4 separate regions of the Mus musculus genome follow, and regions 1, 2 and 4 are each linked to region 3. A link is a contact called in public promoter capture Hi-C data. All regions are on one chromosome and are shown on one strand. The core of a region is the stretch at or near the end of the contact, and the rest is flanking DNA. Distances in the headings are between cores, read along the strand shown. Region 1 holds the start of 2310001K24Rik (RIKEN cDNA 2310001K24 gene). Region 2 holds the start of Wfdc12 (WAP four-disulfide core domain 12). Region 3 holds the start of Rims4 (regulating synaptic membrane exocytosis 4). Region 4 holds the start of Serinc3 (serine incorporator 3).

The links. Promoter capture Hi-C pulls out the DNA fragments that hold promoters and counts their contacts. Capture Hi-C pulls out chosen DNA fragments and counts their contacts.
Region 1: a contact with region 3 is called in a promoter capture Hi-C map of embryonic stem cells. The contact joins the promoter of 2310001K24Rik here to the promoter of Rims4 in region 3. A contact is called at or near these places in 3 of 39 promoter capture datasets (the C10 cell line, embryonic stem cells and pre-B cells).
Region 2: a contact with region 3 is called in a promoter capture Hi-C map of liver. The contact joins the promoter of Wfdc12 here to the promoter of Rims4 in region 3. A contact is called at or near these places in 4 of 39 promoter capture datasets (the C10 cell line, hippocampal neurons, liver and 1 more) and 2 of 9 other capture datasets (adipose tissue and liver).
Region 4: a contact with region 3 is called in a promoter capture Hi-C map of embryonic stem cells. The contact joins the promoter of Serinc3 here to the promoter of Rims4 in region 3. A contact is called at or near these places in 3 of 39 promoter capture datasets (embryonic stem cells and hippocampal neurons), 1 of 115 datasets of contacts at active chromatin or transcription factors (embryonic stem cells) and 1 of 9 other capture datasets (pancreatic islet).

Annotation. Positions count from the first base shown.
Region 1 is chr2:163,471,117-163,473,816 of GRCm38.p6, forward strand. It overlaps 2310001K24Rik (RIKEN cDNA 2310001K24 gene), which reads left to right and starts at 1,429. Exons shown (of 1, transcript NR_028122.1): 1 at 1,429-1,887. It overlaps Fitm2 (fat storage-inducing transmembrane protein 2), which reads right to left and starts at 1,513. Exons shown (of 2, transcript NM_173397.4): 1 at 1,287-1,513. The coding sequence starts at 1,459.
Region 2 is chr2:164,189,289-164,192,016 of GRCm38.p6, forward strand. It overlaps Wfdc12 (WAP four-disulfide core domain 12), which reads right to left and starts at 1,270. Exons shown (of 3, transcript NM_138684.2): 1 at 1,150-1,270; 2 at 848-998; 3 at 1-395. The coding sequence starts at 1,231. The coding sequence ends at 371. A730032A03Rik (a long non-coding RNA gene) reads left to right here. Exons shown (of 4, transcript XR_003954086.1): 3 at 874-1,024.
Region 3 is chr2:163,917,713-163,920,488 of GRCm38.p6, forward strand. It overlaps Rims4 (regulating synaptic membrane exocytosis 4), which reads right to left and starts at 1,261. Exons shown (of 6, transcript NM_183023.2): 1 at 875-1,261. The coding sequence starts at 971. Gm35886 (a long non-coding RNA gene) reads left to right here and starts at 1,355. Exons shown (of 3, transcript XR_375201.3): 1 at 1,355-2,482.
Region 4 is chr2:163,643,808-163,646,521 of GRCm38.p6, forward strand. It overlaps Serinc3 (serine incorporator 3), which reads right to left and starts at 1,336. Exons shown (of 10, transcript NM_012032.4): 1 at 1,191-1,336. The coding sequence starts at 1,229. It overlaps 0610039K10Rik (RIKEN cDNA 0610039K10 gene), which reads left to right and starts at 1,043. Exons shown (of 1, transcript NR_028113.1): 1 at 1,043-1,993.

The sequences.
Region 1 (2,700 bases), core at 179-2,678, 450 kb before region 3:
ACAAGACCATGGTTTGAATCCTGATTCTGACTCTTATTTATCTTCAGGCCTCAGTTCCCTCAGCTAGAAAAGCCAAAGGCACCAAACCGTTTTTAAAATCTCTTCCAGATCCAGTGAGTCACTGCCAGTTCCCTCCCATTAATCAGCATCATGTCTTGGAACAAAACATTAGAATCCATGGCTACCCCTAAACAATTGGCGTGCCAGGCTGCTGGGCTCCTGGTTCATTAGGCCAGATACAGCAACATCTGCCATGTCTGCCTCCTCTGAGCTCATGAAAGGTGGCTGACCTGGAGATCTGGGCAGAAAACACCCACCAAAGAGATCTGGAACAACTACCACCCTTACACTCTATTCTTAGACCAGCCACTACGAGTGGGGAAGGATGAAGGTGGGCCAAGGACAGGGCTCTTCTTCCCTAGGTTCCAGTAGTTTCTCAGACGCCACCAAAGGGCCCATTACTAAAACCTTCACAGGCTTGACAAGGAAAGCCTCGTTAAAACCAAGGTCTGTCAGAAACCTGACTCAGTTGCCCAAAAGAGAAAACCGGGTTTGAAGTAGATTAACAAGAGAGGCAGATTGTCCACAAGCTGGAGACACTCACTAGTCTGAAGCATTAAGCTCACATGGATGGAGCAATTTCATCTTCCAAACTCCCTGTCTAGCTCCAACGGAGTGTTGTGCAATAAACTTACGATGTAAGTGTTTCTAAAGGACTAGGAAAGAAATAAGTGGAGTTTGAGAGATGTCCCAACGAGATCGGCTGGGGTTGTTTTCCTGGGTGACTGCCATGCACTTTAGAGTACTGAGAAAGTCCAAGGAGATCCAGGAGAAAGGTCACCAGAGTGAAAGGTTTCACGCTTGCTTCTACTAACATGGGGCAGGGATGGCAAAAGCTCTTGGGGTGGTGGGTGGGTCTAGAGGTGGTTCTTTAAGTCAACGGTGGGATTTTTGCCACAGTGGTTAAGAGAGGGGTGTCTGACTAGCCGGCAAGAGGAAGGTGACATCTCCCTGAACAGGACAGGGGCAAGCGCCTAACTCTGGGGGCGGGGGAATAGCCGCTCCAATGTACCCACTGTCACTTATAACCCACCCGTCACCGACTCGATCCTCCTATCGGAATGCTCACATACTAGGCGCGAATGTCACTTGCTTTCCCAGGGTCCCAGTGTCGCGACACGCGCGCGGACGCGCCTGTCAAGACAGGGCTCCCTCCCGATGACTCGCCTGCCCCAGCATCCAACTGGCTTCTTGGGGCGCGGGGGCCCGGAGCCCGATGCACTCACACGTTGAGGACGTTGCGCTTGTTGCTGAGGTAGCTCTCGGGCAGCGGGGACAGCTCCTTGACGACCGAGCCCGCCAGCATGGCGGCCACCAGCGCCCAGGGCAGGTGGCGCCGCACCGTCGCCCTCACCAGCGTCCCGCGGAGAAACCACGCGCAGCGCTCCAGGTGCTCCATGCCGGTCCTTCTCGGCTACCGTCCGCCTTCCAGAGCCTTCTCGGCCACCGTCTTACCCTTCGCCCGAGCTGGCACCACCACATCCCCTCTGGGCGCATGCGCGCTTCCTGCAAGCTCCGCCCCCTAGAGGGCGTGTCTCCCTCTAGTGGCCTTGATGGGTCTCTGCAGAGTGCAGGTCTGCATTTACCTGCGCCGCTTCCACTCATCGCCCCCAAGCTACTGGCTGAGATCACTGCAGGCTGCTCTTTGCCTGGGCAACCTGCTCCCCTCATGTTTGTGGGATGGGATTCTCGCTTTCTTTATCTGCAAAACAAACAAGAGACCCACCTTTCTTAAGAGCTAGTTTGGGAGTTCCGTATATTGGGTCAGTTATAGGGTTTTTCAGATGAAATTTCTTTGCAAAGTCATTAATAAATTTAAATCTTATTTACTTGTTTTGTTTTCAGACTGGGTTTCTCCAAGTAGACCTGGCTGACTTGGAACTCATTCTGTATAACCAGGGTGGCCTCGAACTCAGAGATCCCCTAAACTTGACCTCCAGAGTACTGAGATTAAAGTCATGTGCCACTTCGGGTTTTGAGACAAGTAAGGGCACTTGTTGCCAAACCAAATAACCTGGATTCAGTCCTTGGGATCCACATTGTGGAAGGCAACTCCCATAAGTTGCTCTCTCCACATTGTGGAAGGCAACTCCCATAAGTTGCTCTCTCTCTCTCTCTTTCTCTCTCTCTCACACACACACACACACTAAATAAATAAATAAATACAGATAAATAGATAAGTAAATAAATGTAAGAATGAATCAGCTGAAAAAAAAAAGGATGAATCAACTGTGTTGTTGACTGAACATCTTGGGCTCCCAAGGTTTGCAGAGCTCACATGAGGTACTGGTGACTCAGTCACTCAGTTTTGTCCCTTAGCTAAGCTCCTAGCCCGTAATGTTAGGTGTCAAAGTCAGGGCTTCCCAACCATGAGTTATTCCTTAGTGACTGTAGTTTATAGATTAGCACTTTAAAATCAAGGTGAAAACTCAAACCCATCACTTTCTAATTATTTTACTATGTTCTATTATTATTTATGTTCTTGTTTGTCTATTTTGAAACAGGATCTCTTACGTGACCCTGGCTGGCCTGGAACTCACTTTATAGAGAGGGCTGGTTTTGAACCTGTGTTGTCTTCCTGTCTCAGCCTCCCTCTTGGGTGCTGGGATTACAAGCATGTCCCATCACATCTGGTTTATC
Region 2 (2,728 bases), core at 20-2,519, 270 kb after region 3:
GTTTTTCCAAAAAAATGTATATTTCCAGAATTATTCATGCATGTATATGTACATACATATACATACACACACAAACACACAAACAAACATACACACACACACACACACATACACACACACATAATATTGAACAAGGATTTTTTTTTAAACTATTAAGTTGTATTAGTCTATTTGGACCACTGTAACAAATTACCATAGACTGAATGGCCTATAAACAACATTTATTTCTCAGAGTTCTGGAGGTTGGGGAGTCCAAGATCAAGGTGCCCAGAGATCCAGTATCTGGAAAGGCCTGGTTTCTGGTCTTTGTATCTTCTTGCTGTGTCCTTCCACGGTGGAAGCAGTCCTCTGAGGCCATTTTTATGAGATATCACACCTTACTCTGAGGGATCTGTCTACAAAAGAGGAGGAGAACCCGCTGAAGAGGGATGCTCACACTGGGGACAGGCTGGATGGATAGGCTGTTCCTTCTTTTGCACACAAGGACTCGGAGACCAGGTTGCCCACGGGCTGCCCGTTTCTCCCATACTTTAAGCCTGTGGACCCCCGGGGCAGGTGCTAGGTGACAGCAAGTTTAGAGGAGGAAAGGACAGAGTGGGACTTGTGTGAGCAGTCCTGGGAGGAGGGAAAGCCCAGGGGCTTTCACCTGATTCTGCTTGGTTGACATCCCTGTCACGCCTTCCCCTTTGTACAAAGGAGACGGTCAAGGCCTCTGGTCTCTGAGATCCCATAAGCTCACCCCAGTCTCTCTGCCCCTTGACTCCAAGAATCGCTCGCTCTTCCATGCTTCCAGGAGACAGAGACTGGGGAGGTGGGAGGGCCGCGCACAGCACTGGGAGCTACTTACTCTTCACTGTTGTCTTTCACCGGCAGCACGCATTTGAAGCCACATTGCCAGAAGCAGCATATCTCCTGATCTCCACAGTCATTGTCACTGTAACACTGGGGATCATCTTGCCTGATGCAGCGGACGTAGTCGGGCGGGCAAACTCTTTTCTCTTTATTTGGTGGAAGAAGGCACAAGGTGAGTGGTGGGGGTAAGGGGTGGGGTGGTATCGGCAGGGGGGGTGTGTGGGTGGGCACTCCATCCCTTCCTATAATCTGGGAGTTCCCATCCCAGCTCTAGGCAGCTCGCCTGTACCCACTTACCCTCGCCTTTGACTCCACCTCCCGTTACCAGAGTAGAGGAAATAAGGAGCGTCATGAGGACCAAGATACTGTTTGGCCACATGTTGCTGTGAGGCTGAGACTGAGGCTGGTGCTGGTGCTGGTGCCGAGGCTGGTGCTGGTGCTGGTGCCGAGGCTGGTGCTGGTGCTGGTGCTGAGGCTGAGGCTGAGGCTGGCTTTCTACTGTTTCTGCTGGGCGTGGCAATGGGCAGGGCTGAAGGTTTGCTGATGACAGGGGAAGCCTGTGCTTTCCAAGCCCTGTCAGAAATGGCCACCATTTTGAGGGAGGGACTTGGGGTCCTTCCAAGATTTCCTAACTGTGAGATCCTCTGTTTGCACAAGAAGTCTCTGCACAAAGGGCACCCTAGGACACACAGCCTGGCGGCACGTGGCAGGACCCATTTTCTTCAAATCTGATGTTCACTATTGAGCCCTCTTTCGGGGTGGCCCGCCCTAGACAGAGGTCTTACTTCTTCCTGTCATATCTGAACTGGTCCTCAGCTTTTTCCTCACCCCAAGGAGGGCTCTGTCACTATGTGCTCCAAACCACGCCACCCCGTTACTTTAATGTTTTTAAAGCCTATTTTTAATGATGGTTCTTAAACACTTTAACTTCCTTTCTAGCCCACTGCCCACCAGAAGTAGTGGAAAAGAAAGGATACGGGGGAAGTGGACCTGTTTAGAAAGGGTTCTTGGGAGCAACTCCTATCTGCACCGTCAGGAAATCAGCAGTTCAGTGCACAGGAGTCAGCAGCGGCTCGATCCACTCCCAAACACTTCATGGCTACACCAGCCATCCAGTTCGGTAGAATCAGGATAGCTAACACGAATCAGCAGCAGTGTGACTACCTAGCAGAGACAGGCAGGCTTCGGCCTCGGCACAAGTCAGCAGGAGGGACGAGGAGGAACGCCAGGAGAAGTTCCAATCAGCCAAGCAAAGGTTAGCAAAGATCAGCAAAGATGCAAGACCACCAAGCATTTAGCTATGTAAGCAAGCCAAACTCCCTCCCATTGCTGGTCGAGCCTACTTTATACTTCCTCCACACATGTCTCCCCGCAGCACATGAGTCTGTCTAAGCTGGCATCAAGCTGCCAATTATCCAGAATCTGCAGAAGTGAAAGAAGCTGAAACAAGCCACAGCACACCACCAAAAGTTTTTTGGTGCATTTCTCTCTATGGAAGTCCCAGCAAATGCAGGTCAACTACACAATGTAAGACGGACCAATACCCGTGTTTCATTAGGGAAGAATCCATCACATATCCTTTCACGTGCTTGCTTTAGCAGACCATCCTTTCACTGGTGTCTGCTTCAGCGAAATGTTTCTACATGAGTCTGCCTCCGCTTTTTACCTGTGGCCACTTCAGGAAAACACTTCATGTGTTTGCCCCAGCAAAACACCATCTAACATAACTGACTCTCCAAAGAGCCCTTAAGTTTCCACTTCATCACCCCTACACACCACAGGTGGAAGCAGACCTTGGCCCTGTCACTAGTTGTGTGACCGAAGGCTCTTCCTTCCTAAAACTCACTTTCCTTATTCATAAAATGGATCTGCTGGT
Region 3 (2,776 bases), core at 11-2,510:
TTTCCTCTCTACCCCTGGACTGTGGCTACCAGTTTTTTTGTGGTGTGTGTGTGTGTGTGTGTGTGTGTGTGTCCAGGCCTAGAAGCAGGTTCGAGTTGCAGGTCCACAGCTGGGTTCAGCCCACCCAGAAAGGCCACTCCAGGGACAAGAACACCTGAAGTCAGGGGCACACACTGAAGGGTAGCACTGCTGTAGTTAGCACTTACACTGCCTTGCACCTCCTTGGGGAGGAAAGACCAGCAGACCCCGGACCAGTTATGTGCGGCTCCCCAGAATCTGACAAGAGTCTGGAGCCCCAGCCTGTGGGGGAAGGGAATGGAGAAACAAATCGGGACACTCAAGGCTTTGGCCTTTGAACAAGGGGGTCTTGGGCAGGGAGCCTCTGGATGCAGCTAAGACAAAGACCTCGGAGAGGTCAGGTCTATGCGCCGCTTCCAACGACCAGGGGTACGTCGGAAGACCAGGGGTGAAGCGGCCTAAAACCCGAAATCTGACTAGGGGGCATATACCAGACTTGGGTAGTGGCAAATCCTGTTGAGAAACAAGTCAGGGAGGGGGTCGCGGGGGAATCCTGCAGGTGCATATAAATAGGGAGACTTGGGTCCAGGCGACCCAAGGGCCCACTTGCGCAAGAAGGACGAGTGCAGATGCTCAAGGGGTCCCTGGGGCGCAGGAGGGGGGACAGGACCAGAGCTCCTCCTAGACTCCTGGGGTCTTGAGGGAGTGGGAGGGGCCCCTGGGTATCTATCCGAGTGGGACCGAGAGTGCAGCGGAGACAGTGGCCGCCTCTCTCGGGCGCTCCGGGTCCCCGAGGGTCCCTGGCTTCTGGACCGGGAGACAACCCCCCGGGGTGGGTGGACCGCAGCGCGCTCACCTGCGTCCTCATCATCGAAGGAGTTCATGCACGGGAAGTAGATGGCGAGCGCCTCGAAGGAGGCGGACAGGCTGAGGCGGCTCTGCGAGCGCTCCATGCCCGCGCCCGCGCCAGGAGCCTCGGCCGCGGCGGCGGCGGGCGGCTTGGGCAGCTTGGCCGCCCCATTCTTGACGCGGAGTACGGCGCGCGGCGTGGTGGCGGCGGCCCGGGGCTCCGCGGGCAGGCGGCGGGGCTGGTGGCCGGGCGCAGAGGGCCGGACACTGGCGGCGCGTGGAGCCCGAGACGCGAGGTGCTCGCGGCGGTGGCGGCGGCGGTGGCGGAGGCAGTGGCGGTGGCGGCGGTGGTGGCGGTGGTGGTGGTGGTGGCGGCGGCGGCGCAGCGCGCTCTGGCCCGCGGCGTCCCCAGCCTGCTTGCCGCGCGGGGCGGGCCGCAGCCGAGCTCCGCAGCCAATCGCCGAGGCCCGGGGGAGGGGGCGCCGCGGGCGGGGCTTGGGAGCCGCGAGGGTGCGGGCTGCGCCGCCACCGCTGCCGCCGCTGCCAACCGGGCAGGTGCACGAGCCCGCCGCAAGGCTGTCTGCGCCCGGCTGCTGCGGCTGAACCTCCGGTGCCCGCTCTGACCCGTGACTGTGAGTCCTCAGACTCACTCCAGAGGCAGGTGTCCAGTAACCCCGATTCATGCAGGCCTCACCCAGATACCCTGAGGCTCCCAGAGGGACACAGTCCAAGAAATCCAAGAAACCTGCATTCACCCACAAGCACCCACAAGGATGTATTCGCTCGGCAAGAGAGATCTCGGACTCCCTCACACTCGGGGACAGAGGGACACCTGGACAAACACCTTCACGGATACCTGAACAGACAGACACTCTATAGACACACAGTGACTCTTTCTGACATAGGAGCAGATATACCCACTGGCAACTTCAGAGGGTACACAGAGACCTGCAGAGTCACAGGGAGCAACAGGCGGGCAGGACATGTCCTCCCACATATTGGAGACCCTCAGACCCCACAAACCCCACAGAAGTTTGGACAGACACACACCTTTTCGTGCACCCACACTTGCTTGCAGACATATCCTGGGAGTCTCTCACAGAGAGGGAACATTAGCACCCCTCCTCCTGTAGTGATCTGTCCCCAAAACTGGGACAGTCACCCTCAGAACACTCATACCTATAGACACAGCCGTACAGACTGAGTCACTCACAGGGATGGATTCATTCTGGTGCACAGACACCCTCAGACTCAAGATCCTGAGACATTGCTGCAGGCTTACACTGGCACACACTCTCAGACACATCCTGATGCCCATGGTCCCCCGATTCACACCCATAGGGACAGATTATCAGAGCCTGGGTATAAAGAGATACACTCAATTGCAAACCTCCTCTGCCCTCCAAACCTGAATGACCAGAGGTCCACTCTACCAGCAGAAGCAGCAATCCTTTCTAATTGCTCTCCCCCTCCCGTGAAGCAGCCCTCTGAAATGGCCTCAGGAAAGGACTGCTCAGTCCCTCCTTTCCGAGGGACCTAGAGGGAGCCCCTCCATCTCACTAACCTACTTCTTCATCGGAGCGATGACAGCAGGAACCCTCTGTTTTGGATGGTTGTGAGTATTTATTTTCTGTTCATTCATAGCCAACCAAGAGGCTTAAAAGCAACAGACCTTTATTAGTGTGCAATCTGTCTAGATTGTAAGTCTGTGCAGCTGAGCTGGGTTCTCTGCTTAGAATGTTACAAAGTATTAGCGAGGGGTGGCTTGTCACTGCCGGCTTTGGAGAAGAGTCGGATTCCATGATGATTCAGGTGCCAGCAAGATTCAGTTCCTTGCAAATGTAGGACTGAAGTCCGTGTGTGCTGGCATCTCAACATCTGCAAATGGTCCTGGGCCCGTACACATGGG
Region 4 (2,714 bases), core at 86-2,585, 270 kb before region 3:
CAAACAAGGTCCTGGGTGCAATCTTAAACACCCAGAATGACCAAAGAGATTGCCTAAAAAATAAAGGCATACAGTGGGTATCTGCATGATTTGGCTCCCTGATATTCTGTCCCCCTTTTTTGGCGTGGGATGGGAGATGGGGGTGGATAGTGGCAATTGGAGACTAAACCCACAGCCTCTAAAAACCTACCCATAAACTGTAATTTGCACCTCCCTGTTTTGAGACAGGGTCTCAAAACAAATAACAAATGATCTGCCATGGCCCTCCACAGCCTTTAATTTCGTACTCTTCTCTCATTCCACTCTGGTATCCTAACCCCCTACTGGGTAAAAACTGAATTAACAATATATGCAAGGAGTTTCTAGATATGAACACCTGGATAGGATATTTTCAAATTATGGTTTTAAACCAGGAGGAGAAAAATATACAAGATATCTTCGACATTACTTCTGCCCTGAGACATGCCATTGACATGAGCAGAGCCTGAGTCCTTGGTTCATTACATCAGCTCGGGAAGGAGAAAACAATTAGGCACTGTGGTTCAAGCTACCAAGTTCCTCTGAGGCAGATTTGTTAGATTATTCCTTAGGTTAAAGAGATCCTAAAATTAACTTCTAAAAACGTTTTACCATTGACAAGGGGAATCGGACTAATTTCTTTACTTTATCCTCACAACAGTTCTGGAGGAGAGGAATGCTAGGGTGTTTAATTCGAAAATATTTAGGCCGCGGGGCTTCTAATTAAACGCCTTTTGCTCGCGACCTGCAGCAGGGCTGACTTAAAAGCCCCGCTCCCAACCCCACTCAGTAGCGCTGGCATATGCCGAACTATGAAGAAAAATGACTACAGTGGCCCTAAATTCCCTGACGCCATCCTCTAGCCACTCAGGAACCCGCGCCGTGGAACCTCGGCGTCGCCTGGCCGCGGGAACCCTGGGTCCGGAAGGCTGGCGGGGGCGGGGCGTCGAAATTGTAAACAATGGCGGTCCGGCCTCCCGCGACCCTCCGCCCACAGCGAGAGCCAGCCGAGCCGCCGCACCCCGACTCCGGGACGACGGCTACCGGGCCTGGACCCTGGGCCTGCCCGCTCCTCTCTGTTAGCCTCAGAGAGTGGAGGGTCCGCCTCGGGCGGCCCGACACCCACCCCCTGCGCGCCTCAGGCCCCGGACGGCCGAGGCCTCGGGACTCACCCAGCTGGCGAGGGAGAAGACGCCGAGGACGGCCCCCATGGTGACGCCGGGGCCGAGACCGACCGCTCCGAGCGGATCCTAACTGCTGACTGAGGCGTCGCCTCAGAAACGCGACGGATCCTCAAGCCGGAAACAGGGCCCGCCCTTCGCAGGACGCCCAGTTTACGTCATTGGGTGGCCCCGCCCACGGAGGGGGAGAAGGCGGAGCCTAAGACTGCTGGGGTGGCAGAGGACGTAGAGGGTTCGTGGCATACAACTCCGGGCTCGCTTGGGGCGCTGGTGGTCAGAGGCAACATAAAGGTGCAGAAAGACAGCATGTTCCCTACGAACTGCACTTATCCTCGGAAGAAGCTACATCCGAATTAAATAAAGATCCTACAGACTGTTAAGTCGTGGCTGGGCAGTACTTTGTGATTATTGAGAGATGGAATGTTGGCAAACTCAGAGGCAAACAGGCTATGTTGGGCCATTCAATAATCAGTTAGCATCTGTAATCCCAGAACTAAAGAGGATGAGGCTGGAGGATCAGGAGTTCAAAACTATCCTGTGCTACATAGAGTTTCAGACGAACAAAAAAGCCACTCTTCTTACCCCACACCCTACCGGAAACTTCTCCAGCCTTGTCTCCCCTTCCCCTTTCCCCCTTCCTCTTTTCCCCTGCCCCCCTTTCCCCCTGCCCCCTCCCTCCGCGGGGGTCAGTCTGCTGGCCAGGTTCAGCTCACTACTTTCCCTGTCCTAGACTCTTCCCGATGCCTCTGGCTGTACTCGTTCTCATATCTATAATAAAAATTTTCTCCTCAGCCATACCTTGGAGCAGTCATGTCCTCATTTTGTTGGGAACAAGCAAAAGAAACTTATGCTAAGTACTACCGTTTTCGTTTTCTAAATTCAAGGTCTCAGGCCCTGGGGGAGCTGGGGACTTTACCAACAGCTCAGCAACCTCGGTTGAAAACAATTGTCTGAGTCCAGATATTTCAGGGACAACTTCCCCTCCTTGAAGGCCGGGCCAAACAAGGTCCTGCTCCGAATGCCTACCCCACTTGTCCAAATGTTTTCTTGTCTGTTAACCAGTAAAGAATATAGAAACTACTGTTATCTGAGCCAACATGCATAAGTTATAAAAACCTATAACCATTGCCTGTTATGCACTAATTGACTACATGCAGCTCGCCCACTCCTCTGTTCCCTTATCATTCTAAAATTCCGGGCCAGAGTCCAGAAGACTTGACTCCAAGAGCTGAATTAATGACCTTGAAGCCAGGTGCCCAGGATACAGCCCAGTCTCCAATAGGTACCCATAATATCAAAATACAATTAGATAATACTGAGGCTCCCCACTACCCCCTGCTTTGGGTTCCCATCCCTTAAAAATGTACAGATCCCAGCCAGGCGGTGGTGGTGCACGCCTTTAATCCCAGCACTTGGGAGGCAGGGGCAGGAGGATTTCTGAGTTTGAGGCCAGCCTGGTCTACAGAGTGAGTTCCAGGACAGCCAGGGCTACACTGAGAAACCCTGTCTCGAAAA